Regions from separate parts of the Mus musculus genome. Here region 2 is linked to region 1. Evidence: chromatin contacts called from public HiChIP or PLAC-seq data. All regions are on one chromosome and are shown on one strand. Each heading gives the region's core, a stretch centred on a gene start, on an enhancer-like site or on the middle of the called end of the contact. The rest is flanking DNA. Distances are from core to core; before and after follow the strand shown. Region 1 holds the start of Morc1 (microrchidia 1). Region 2 overlaps Morc1 (microrchidia 1).

What was found. HiChIP or PLAC-seq counts read pairs in DNA pulled down with a chosen protein or histone mark.
Region 2: an H3K27ac HiChIP or PLAC-seq map of embryonic stem cells shows a contact between it and region 1, with 20 read pairs. The contact joins the enhancer-like site here to the promoter of Morc1 in region 1. A contact is called at or near these places in 3 of 39 promoter capture datasets (the C10 cell line and embryonic stem cells), 6 of 484 Hi-C or Micro-C datasets (embryonic stem cells and nephron progenitors), 5 of 115 datasets of contacts at active chromatin or transcription factors (embryonic fibroblasts and embryonic stem cells) and 2 of 9 other capture datasets (adipose tissue and liver).

The regions. Positions count from the first base shown.
Region 1 is chr16:48,429,251-48,433,676 of GRCm38.p6, reverse strand. Morc1 (microrchidia 1) reads right to left here and starts at 2,440. Exons shown (of 27, transcript NM_010816.1): 1 at 2,275-2,440. The coding sequence starts at 2,336.
Region 2 is chr16:48,477,089-48,481,514 of GRCm38.p6, reverse strand. It overlaps Morc1 (microrchidia 1), which reads right to left. Exons shown (of 27, transcript NM_010816.1): 9 at 1,562-1,687. Among named protein-coding and RNA genes, the nearest start is that of Morc1, 48 kb to the right of the region's middle. Within about 2 kb of position 1,999, at least 12 of the 459 cell types and tissues checked have an H3K27ac peak or open chromatin away from gene starts, as enhancers often do. A contact at or near this core is called in embryonic stem cells, where this site is marked.

The DNA.
Region 1 (4,426 bases), core at 1,191-3,690:
CTCTTTAAAGTGTAAAACTTCTGACCCTAACGGCCTTTCTGTGCTAGCTCATTCAAGAGATTTTTATAAACATTAGCCGTGTCCCCCCTGTGTACAGACTGGGTCTTTCCTTCTTGGAATTCAAGTCATAATCTACAAGGAAATCATGGGGTACATAGAAAATACACAAACACATGAAGACAAGTTTCCAGAGCTTGGGCAGGGCTATTTTCAGAGCAGTAACAAGAAAGAGTGACTACAAAGGATGGAATGGAAAGTCACCGAAGACTCTAATACCTCATCTGACCCCTGCAGACAGAACTCTATCTTTTGAAGGGCCAAGGTGGAAACTCTCCAAACAGGTAAAGATCCCAAAGCAGGAAAGAGTGGTTGAGACCACACTAAACCTTTGATGGATACAGAGAACAGGCTAAAATAAAGGCATGTCTGGATCATATAGGAATTCCAGCCCCTGAGGAGAAGTGTTTAAGACCAAGTGGAGAGCGCTGTTAATAGTTTTTGATGAATGGCCTTTCTATCCGGTTCACTTTTCAAAAGTTCAGCCTGGAAGCTTCAGAAAACACGGGCCTAGGAGGAGCTGGGGTCTGAAGCACAGCACTGGTTAAAAGGCCGTGTGGAGGGCGGGTCACAAGAGAGATCGTGTGGCTTGGGCTGAAGTCAAAGGCAGAAAGGATGGAAAGAATTGTTGAGTGCATTAGAGAAAGCACGAGCTTAATTATAGGGTATGATTCTGGGGTATGGAAACAGAATACTGCATATAGCCATCCCAGAATGTGAGAGGCGAAGTCAGAGGGATTTGAAGTTTGAGACCACTCTGGGTTACAAAACAAAACCCTATTTCAAATATTAAGCAAAAAGTTTTACCCCTATTTCTATGGATGAAGGTCAGCCAAGGAGTTGAGAAGACAGCCCATCCTTCCAGCTTAAAACCACTCTCCATGGCAGGTATGCATCTGCTTAGCACAGCCTATTCTCCTCTGTTACCTTAGAATCTCAGAGTGTCCTACAAAATACGACAACCCTCTCCTGGATCTCTACACACTTCCATTCCTGTCCTTAAAACCTGCTCCATCCATCTTATCAGTTGGTACTTTCAGTAAATAACAAACTACTAGGTAATTCCTAAACACCAACACACCGCATGAATGACAGACATACCATCCACTGTTGTACTGTGCCGAACTCGAAGTGACAAAATTCAGTCACTTGCCTCTGCAACCTAACTGCAGTAGCCTTTTCTAACCCATGGTTTTACTTTTTTGCGGATCTTCATTACCCTTTGTATCACTCCAAAAATATTAACTGGAAAGTTCCAGAAATAAGCTGTCCATACTTTAAGTGGTGTACCCATCTAAGTAGGATCATGACCTTGCTTTGCTCTGCTCATCATGGTGTATGGTTGCAAGTGGTCTGTATTATTATCCTAGTTCATCTCTTACTCTTGTCTCCATCTTCAACTTTACAACAGGCCTCTATGCATAGGAAGAGCTGAAGATATACCAACACAGTCAGATCTTTATTTTCATTTGTAGTTCTGTATTAACCCAAATTTTAAAGATGCACTTGGGGGATTTTGGTCCATTGTCATGGTTAGGAACAGACTGTGATATTTCTTTTCTATTTTTAATTTTTTGTGCAAAGGTGTTTCGGTATATGTACATCGGAGTATCACAGTGCATGCCTGGTACCCAAGGAGGCCAGAACATGGTGTTAGGAGTTACAGAGGGTTGTGAGTCTCCCTGTGAGTGTTTCAAATTGAACCCCAGTCCCCTGGGAGAGCAGCTGGTTCTCCCAACTGCCTTGTCTTGCCTCTAGTCTGACAGCATAACAGCTAGTTAGACAGCAAACACATGTGACTCAGCACAAAAGGAAAAGTACCGATTACTGCCCACTGCTGTTGAAATCTACACAAGCGAATTACTCTGTTTTTGGTTTTTTGTTGTTTTTTTTTTTTTTAACAGTGTCTTCCAGAGTGTCGGAGTAAGGATAGAAAGGATGGGGGATAAGTGTTCCAATTTTTCTGGCCAATATTTAAATTTGTTAAATGATAAACATGGGACCATCCTTCCACTCGGCTTTACCTGAAGAACATCAAAATTATTCAGTTATTATCCCCAGATATAGAGTTACGACTTCCCTGCTAAGTCCTCACACACAGCATAAATACATTCTTAAAGCAGTCCTACCAAGTTCATTAAGCTTTTGTTTTCCAATTGAGTATGGTGGTGGCACGTGGACAAAAACTACCCCGTTCCAACCCCTCTGGAAACTCACGAATTCGCGTGGATGAAATCCAGATGCAGTTTAGCCCTCTGCAGCAAGGCATATTTGTCCATGTCTTCAGGCACCACCTGCGGACAACAGAAGACGTGGATGTCTGACCGGAAACTGTTGGCCCACGCCCACGCCTACGTCCACGCGTACGGCCTGGCTCACTTGCAGAGTGGGAGCTCAACAGACGCCTTCGCCCCCTGGTGTTCTCAGCGCTGAAGCTCAGCCTGCTATGTGGCTCTTCTCATGGAGATTCTCATTTTGATGTTGTTGTTGCTGCTGCTGCTGCTATTATTGTTTGTTGCTGTTGTTGTTGTTTTGCTTCTGTTGTGGTTGTTTAAGACAGGATCTCTCTTCATTGTCCTGAGTATCCTGGCACTCACTATTTAGACAAGGCTGGCCTTGAACTCACAGAGATCCACTTGCCTCTGTCCCGCACATTCTGGAATTAAAGGACTGTGTCACCGTGCTAGGCCCTTCTGGGAGATTCTTGAAAGCTGTTAGAAAGTGTCTGGTTTGGCCTTTTTTTCAGAAGTGGGATTTCTATAACCTCAGACTTCCCTCTTGCTGGCAGTTTCCATCACTGTCCATCTGAAAAGTAGGACATTGTAACTGAATCAGAAGAGAGAGCTCTTACCCTCCCCCTTTCTTTTCTGCCCCTTCCCCCCTAGTTGCATGAGCCCCAGAAAGATAAAGTCATTTCTTCTTACTTGAGTGGTCCACTTGCACTCTTGTATATCTTGGGTATAATTGCGTCTTCTACATTGGGGGGTCGGGGTGAGAAAAAGGCAAGCAAGAGGAAGAGCTGAGGACAGATAGCAGACTTTAGACAGGCTGCGACATGCAGGCATTTCCCTCCATGTTAACAGCTGTCGCCATCTGCAGGGGTCACGATAGGTTTCTATTTGTCCTCACACCTGCACTGCTGGCCTGTGACCAAATCCCATCAGTAGACTCAACTGAGCCCTGAATTCTAAGTCACCAAAACCCAAGAGGAAGCAACTTGTGTCAAGGATGATGGCGGGACATGACTGATAGGCTAAGAGGTGACTGGACCTCTCTGATGTAGTCAGACCCATCCAAGGCGAAGGCTGATTGGCTTGGAGACTAACGCGGTTCAGTTCTGCTCAGCGAGTATTTCACATACTCTTCCCAAAGTCAGAGAGACTCTTGAGTGGAGAGTCTGAAGGAGACAGTTTTGTGATTTCAAAGTGTCAAACAGGCAATAAAGCCCTCAGAAAATAGAAGCAAAAGTGTGAAGTGTGGAGCAGTCACTGTAGGAAGAGAGGAAGTCTCTTTCAGCTGCTACATTTATAGGGATCTGGGGAGGAAACGGGAATTTGAATTGCAACCCAAAGGAACACTCGCTCTGCTTTAATTTGCAGACTGAAAGTGAACGTAAACATTCCGAGTAATTTCTCCTGATTGCATTTGTCTTTTAACCGTGGCTGCCATGGTTGGCGCTCTTTCAATAGCCACACTCCCTCTGCTAAACAACCTAAATTATCTTTCCCAAGTCTTCCTTCAATAGAACTTCACAAATGATATTCTATTTTCATATTTTTATGGGAAAGAAAAGCTCAAAGAGCCTCTTGCAGATTTATTTTATAATTCCCATTTCCAACTGCTGTCTCAGAGCAACTTTACTTGGGGCTGGGGCAGGCCAGGGGAGGGTGCACCAGAGCCACTAGCCTGTAATTAGTAAAGGCTGTAATATCTACCAGAGAAAAGGATCCAATTATCACAGAAGCAATCCCTCTAATAATCTGAGCAGAGTCTTCCTGCTGTCAGTATGTAGCCCCAATGCACAGGCAGTGCCGGTTAATGTGATGATGTGGGGGAGGGGAGTCCATGGAGCTGGTAGGTAAGTAAGAAGCTGAGAGTCACAGGGCACCATCCCAAAAGCCTCCCTCCTCTGTCAGTCACCCTTGTACAGTCAAATCTAAGCATACTCTTCTTCCTGGTATACTCAGGGCAGTCCCCGTTTGGCCTATTTCCCCCAACCCTGCTTCAAGATTCATTTTAACACCATTTCATGATAGGAATGCAAACATAAAGACAGACAGAGGAGGTGACAGGAGACTACCATTTGATCCTCTCACGATTGATCCCGATTTTAAAGAGAATCACCTCAGCTCTCTCTAACTAAACATTT
Region 2 (4,426 bases), core at 750-3,249, 48 kb before region 1:
CAGAAAATGGAAAGGAATACATTTTCCAGTGGCTTGAACATTTTTCTTAACCAAACTCACTAAGACAGGAATAACTTGAAAAGACCAGCTGACAGATCCAGAAGACCCTTGGTACCTCCCACAAGACTGAGATTGATGGAGATGAAACACTGTTTGATATTTACTAGGAAATGAACAGCCTGACATGAATGAACAGAAATCCAAATTGGAGCTGTTGAGAAATCCACTGTTGTTTGGTGAAGTCACAGAATTAATCTGTATTTTTAATTTTACATCTCTTTGAGGAGTTTTTCAAGCACCAGGCCAGCAGTTGAGATTTCATGACACCATAACAACATGATAGCAAAGATGTTTTACCAAAAGTAACCTGATATATAGAGAGAAACACCAAATGAGGACTGGTAAAAAGAAAAGAAAATGGAACCAGAAGATTTGAGTTTTTATTCAGATCTCTAACATCATGATGGTTTAAAGCAAAACAAAACCACAAAGCCACTGTAGAAAATAATATAAGTAAAAGGTACCTATTTAGCCCTCATTAAAACATTGTTTCTCCTAGTGAATTGTAAGTTCCTTAAGTGAGACTCGTTTTTTATTTCTAGTCTCTGTACCTGTATAATCTGACACATGGAATGTGCTAACCTCTACAAATCAATGGCTACCCAGAAAAAACAAACCAACAGACAAAAAAACAGTACAAATAAGAAAAGACCATTGGAACTTCATAAGTATTTGGGCAAGACTGATTCTATATTATGAAAATTCAAGCTTAAATTTTATATTAAATATGTGTATAAAATAAGGGGCTGGGGAAATGGCTCAACAGGTAAGAGCAATTGCTGCTCTTCCAGAGGTCGGAGGTTCAATTTCTCGCACCACAGATCAGAACTGTCTTTAACCCCAGTTCCAGGGATCCAGTGCCCAATCCTGCTGTCAGTGAATGCTGCATACAAGTGGTATATAGACATGCATGCAGACGAAAGATCCACAGATATAAACTAATAAAATAAAATAACTTTTAAAAGAAAATAAAAATATATGTAGTAAAATATAAGTGGATCAGGTATTTTATACATCTGCTCATCCTATATGCATACCATGCATAACTGTAGGCCATGAATTGCTTAATGATAGGGATGGTATGTTACAGTCTGAGAACTAGGTCAGCAGCCACAGTGTACTTACAACACTAAGACACTTACGTCACTATTAAGTGGTAAAAATCCTATGGAATCACTTTCTTGTAATCTCATTCTGAAGAACATTACTATATAACAAGACCATATGGAGCTTAATCGTTCTAACATACTACTATATAAACTCAAAAACACCTCCAGTTGGGTTCTCTTCTTGGAAAGAATCACAACCAAAGCGTGAAAGTGAACAGCCAATTCCTACTGAGCCTTATCCAAACTTTGCTTGTTCCCTGAAGTGTTCAGTCTTTCCTGAGAGCAACGTGACACTCTTACCATCAGTCAATGCCTTCCTCTTGACAACCTGAGGAGTTATATCAATTTTATATGTTAAAAAAAAAATCAAGGAAATAAAGGAAACATGTTACCTGGGTTTGTAGAGGGAATAACACAGATGCTTTGTTTGAACTCTTTTGGCCTGAATAAATATTTTCATCCGGGGTTCAAAATACAGAACAGCTGTGTAGGCTCTGAATGACCGTCTCTCTGGAATTCTAAAATAGAGAATTCGAAAGGTCACAGTGTGCAGGGTACCATTCTCTTTGGGAAGATTAAAAAAAAAAAAAGAAATGTTCTACTAGTGCACTCTGTCTTAGTTTTAAACACCATGATCAAGGCAACGAATGTAAGGAACCGGTTACACAGGGTGAGAGTTCATCACGCCAGGGCAGCAGGGCAGCAAGCAGCAGACATGTTGGCTAGGGCAGCAGGTAAGAGCTTCCGTAACAAACCACAAGCAGAAAGCAGAGGGAGTGCTAAGTGGGAATGGCCTGGGCTTTTGAAACTTCAAAGACCACACCCACACCGCTAGTGATACTCCTCCTCCAATAAGGACACACCTCCTTCTCCTTTCCAAACAGCTCTACCAACTGGGCACTACATAGGCAGACATATGGGCCCTGGGCTCAGTCTCTTTCAGATTCCTGTATGCTCTTAGAAACCTTTTCCCAGAACTAACGATGCTGCAAACACAAGCAAATCTTACCACACTCATGGCATTAAGCCTCTGAACAGAAGGCAAACACAGATAACATTTGCTTTGGTCAGAACTAAAATCTGTTGGCAGCTAACCAACTAAGAAGATACATCAGTCACAGGAAAAATACTTTACATTAGCTGGTCCAGTAATTGACGCAGAACAAAAACTAAACAAACAATGTAATCTTCCTGTTCAAACATAACTAAGAGATTGTAGGTCCACGTGAACAAAAGGAATTTCTACTAATCAGTTGTGAAGAGAGAAATAAAATTGGGGGGAAAAGTCTCATTTGCTTTCAGAACATTGAAGGGGACATATAACACTTAACTCCGTACGTAATCAGGTATTAGAGTAAGTTCTTATGGTCAGCTGAGAGAACACTCTAACAGGATGGATGAGTGAAGACAAAGAAGAAAGAAAACAGATCGGAAGAGAAGACAACCAGGAATAAAAAACAGTAAACTGCATGCTCCTGGGAGGTTGCTGGAACACTGTGCCTCTTAGCAGACCTTAAATGTTAGAACCCACTTGTGAGCTGTAAATATTCTCCAAATAGACAAGAAATGCTGGGCAAAAGCAAACCAAGCCAGGCTTAAGAGGTGGCGTTCTGTGCTTCTAAGCTGCAGAAAAGGCTCCGAGATTAAAGAGAAAGCAGGAAGCCATCTCTCTCTGGTTCAGAAGGAGACAGAGATGATGAGGTAAAGCTCTGAGGTCCATCTGAGGGATCTGTTCAGCAGGCACTCAGTCCAAGGGCAGAACTCCAAGGGACTCTGGAAACTGAAGGTGAAGCCCTAAGTAATCCAAGGGTTTTCTGGTAAGATATAATTTCCTTTGGATACCATCTGAAGCTTGATCAAAGATCAAAGGAATTCCTTTCAATTGTTCCAATTTTCTGACATAAATCATGTCAAAGTGCCTAGGATGTGGCTGTTATGCTATAAATATCAATGCACTTTCTAATTTATTTTTAAATTGGCATATGAAGTAATGGGTTTCCTTATTACAGCATGTGCATGCATATGTGTCATTGCTAATACACTTTGAATGCAACAAGAGACACTATCTGCATTACAGTATTGCACTGTGATGCTGCAGTTTCATTTAGTACCCCAGGGGTTAAACAATTAAGTATCCCTTCACTTAGTCGAGAAAAGAAAAACAATAGTTCTTGGGATGCTTATAAACATCCGAAGGAATCCTGCCAGTGTTGAAATATTTTCCCATCCTGTGATTGTAAATCGCCCTGGAGCTGCTAACTCCTATCTGTACACTTCTCAGAATGGACACATTGTTGATACTTCAAGGTTAAAGTCAAGAGTAACTCAGAGAGATTGGGGATTTCAATCAGTGGTCGAGTGCTTGCCAAGCACGCACAAAGCCCTTGGTTCAATTCCCAGTATAGCAAAACAACAGCATAATTTATAGCAGAGTTTATGAAGTGGGGAGGTATGGTGAGAACTCAAAGTTCTGATATACACAGACACACACACCATATGCAAAATGAGAGTAGTATTTCTGTTTGTTTGGAGGCCCAGGATAACTTTTTTTGGAGAAAATCTGTGTAGTCCTGGCACTTGCTATCTCACAGAGATCTTCCTGCCTCTGGCTCCGGAGTACTGGGATTAAAGGCTGTGTACCACCACGCCAATCCTCAGGACAACTATGGCCCTGCAATCCTTTTGCCTCGGCCTCCTTATTACTGGGATTACAGATATGTAACTGTATCTAGATAATACTTCTACCCGTTGATGCTGAATTTATTAATTCAAAAAATGTAGGTAAATATACAGAGCATGTTTGTCAGAGGTCATCAAAACCCTCTGTTTTAGTTACAGTTTTACTCCTGTGAAGAGGCACCATGACCAAGGCAACTCTTGTAAGGAATTTAATTGGAGCTGGTTTATAGGTTCAGAGGTTCAGCCCATTATCAAGGCAGGAGCACAGCAGCATCCAGGCAGGCATGGTGCAGGAGGAGCTGAGAGTTCTACATCTTCATCTGAAGGTTGTTAGCAGAATACTGGCTTCCAGGCAGCTAGGACTAGAGTATTAAAGCCCACTCCTACAGTGATACACCTACTCCAATAAGGCCACACCTCCAAATAGTGCCATTCTCTGGGCCAAACATACAAACCATCACGCCCTCCTTCTCTGGAAGGACTCATGACTAAGCTTTATCACAGGTCTGTAATGAGGATACACGTAGGTGCAGAGGAAGGTGGGGGAGTCTGGGGAAACCCATTTGCCAGCTTCTTAC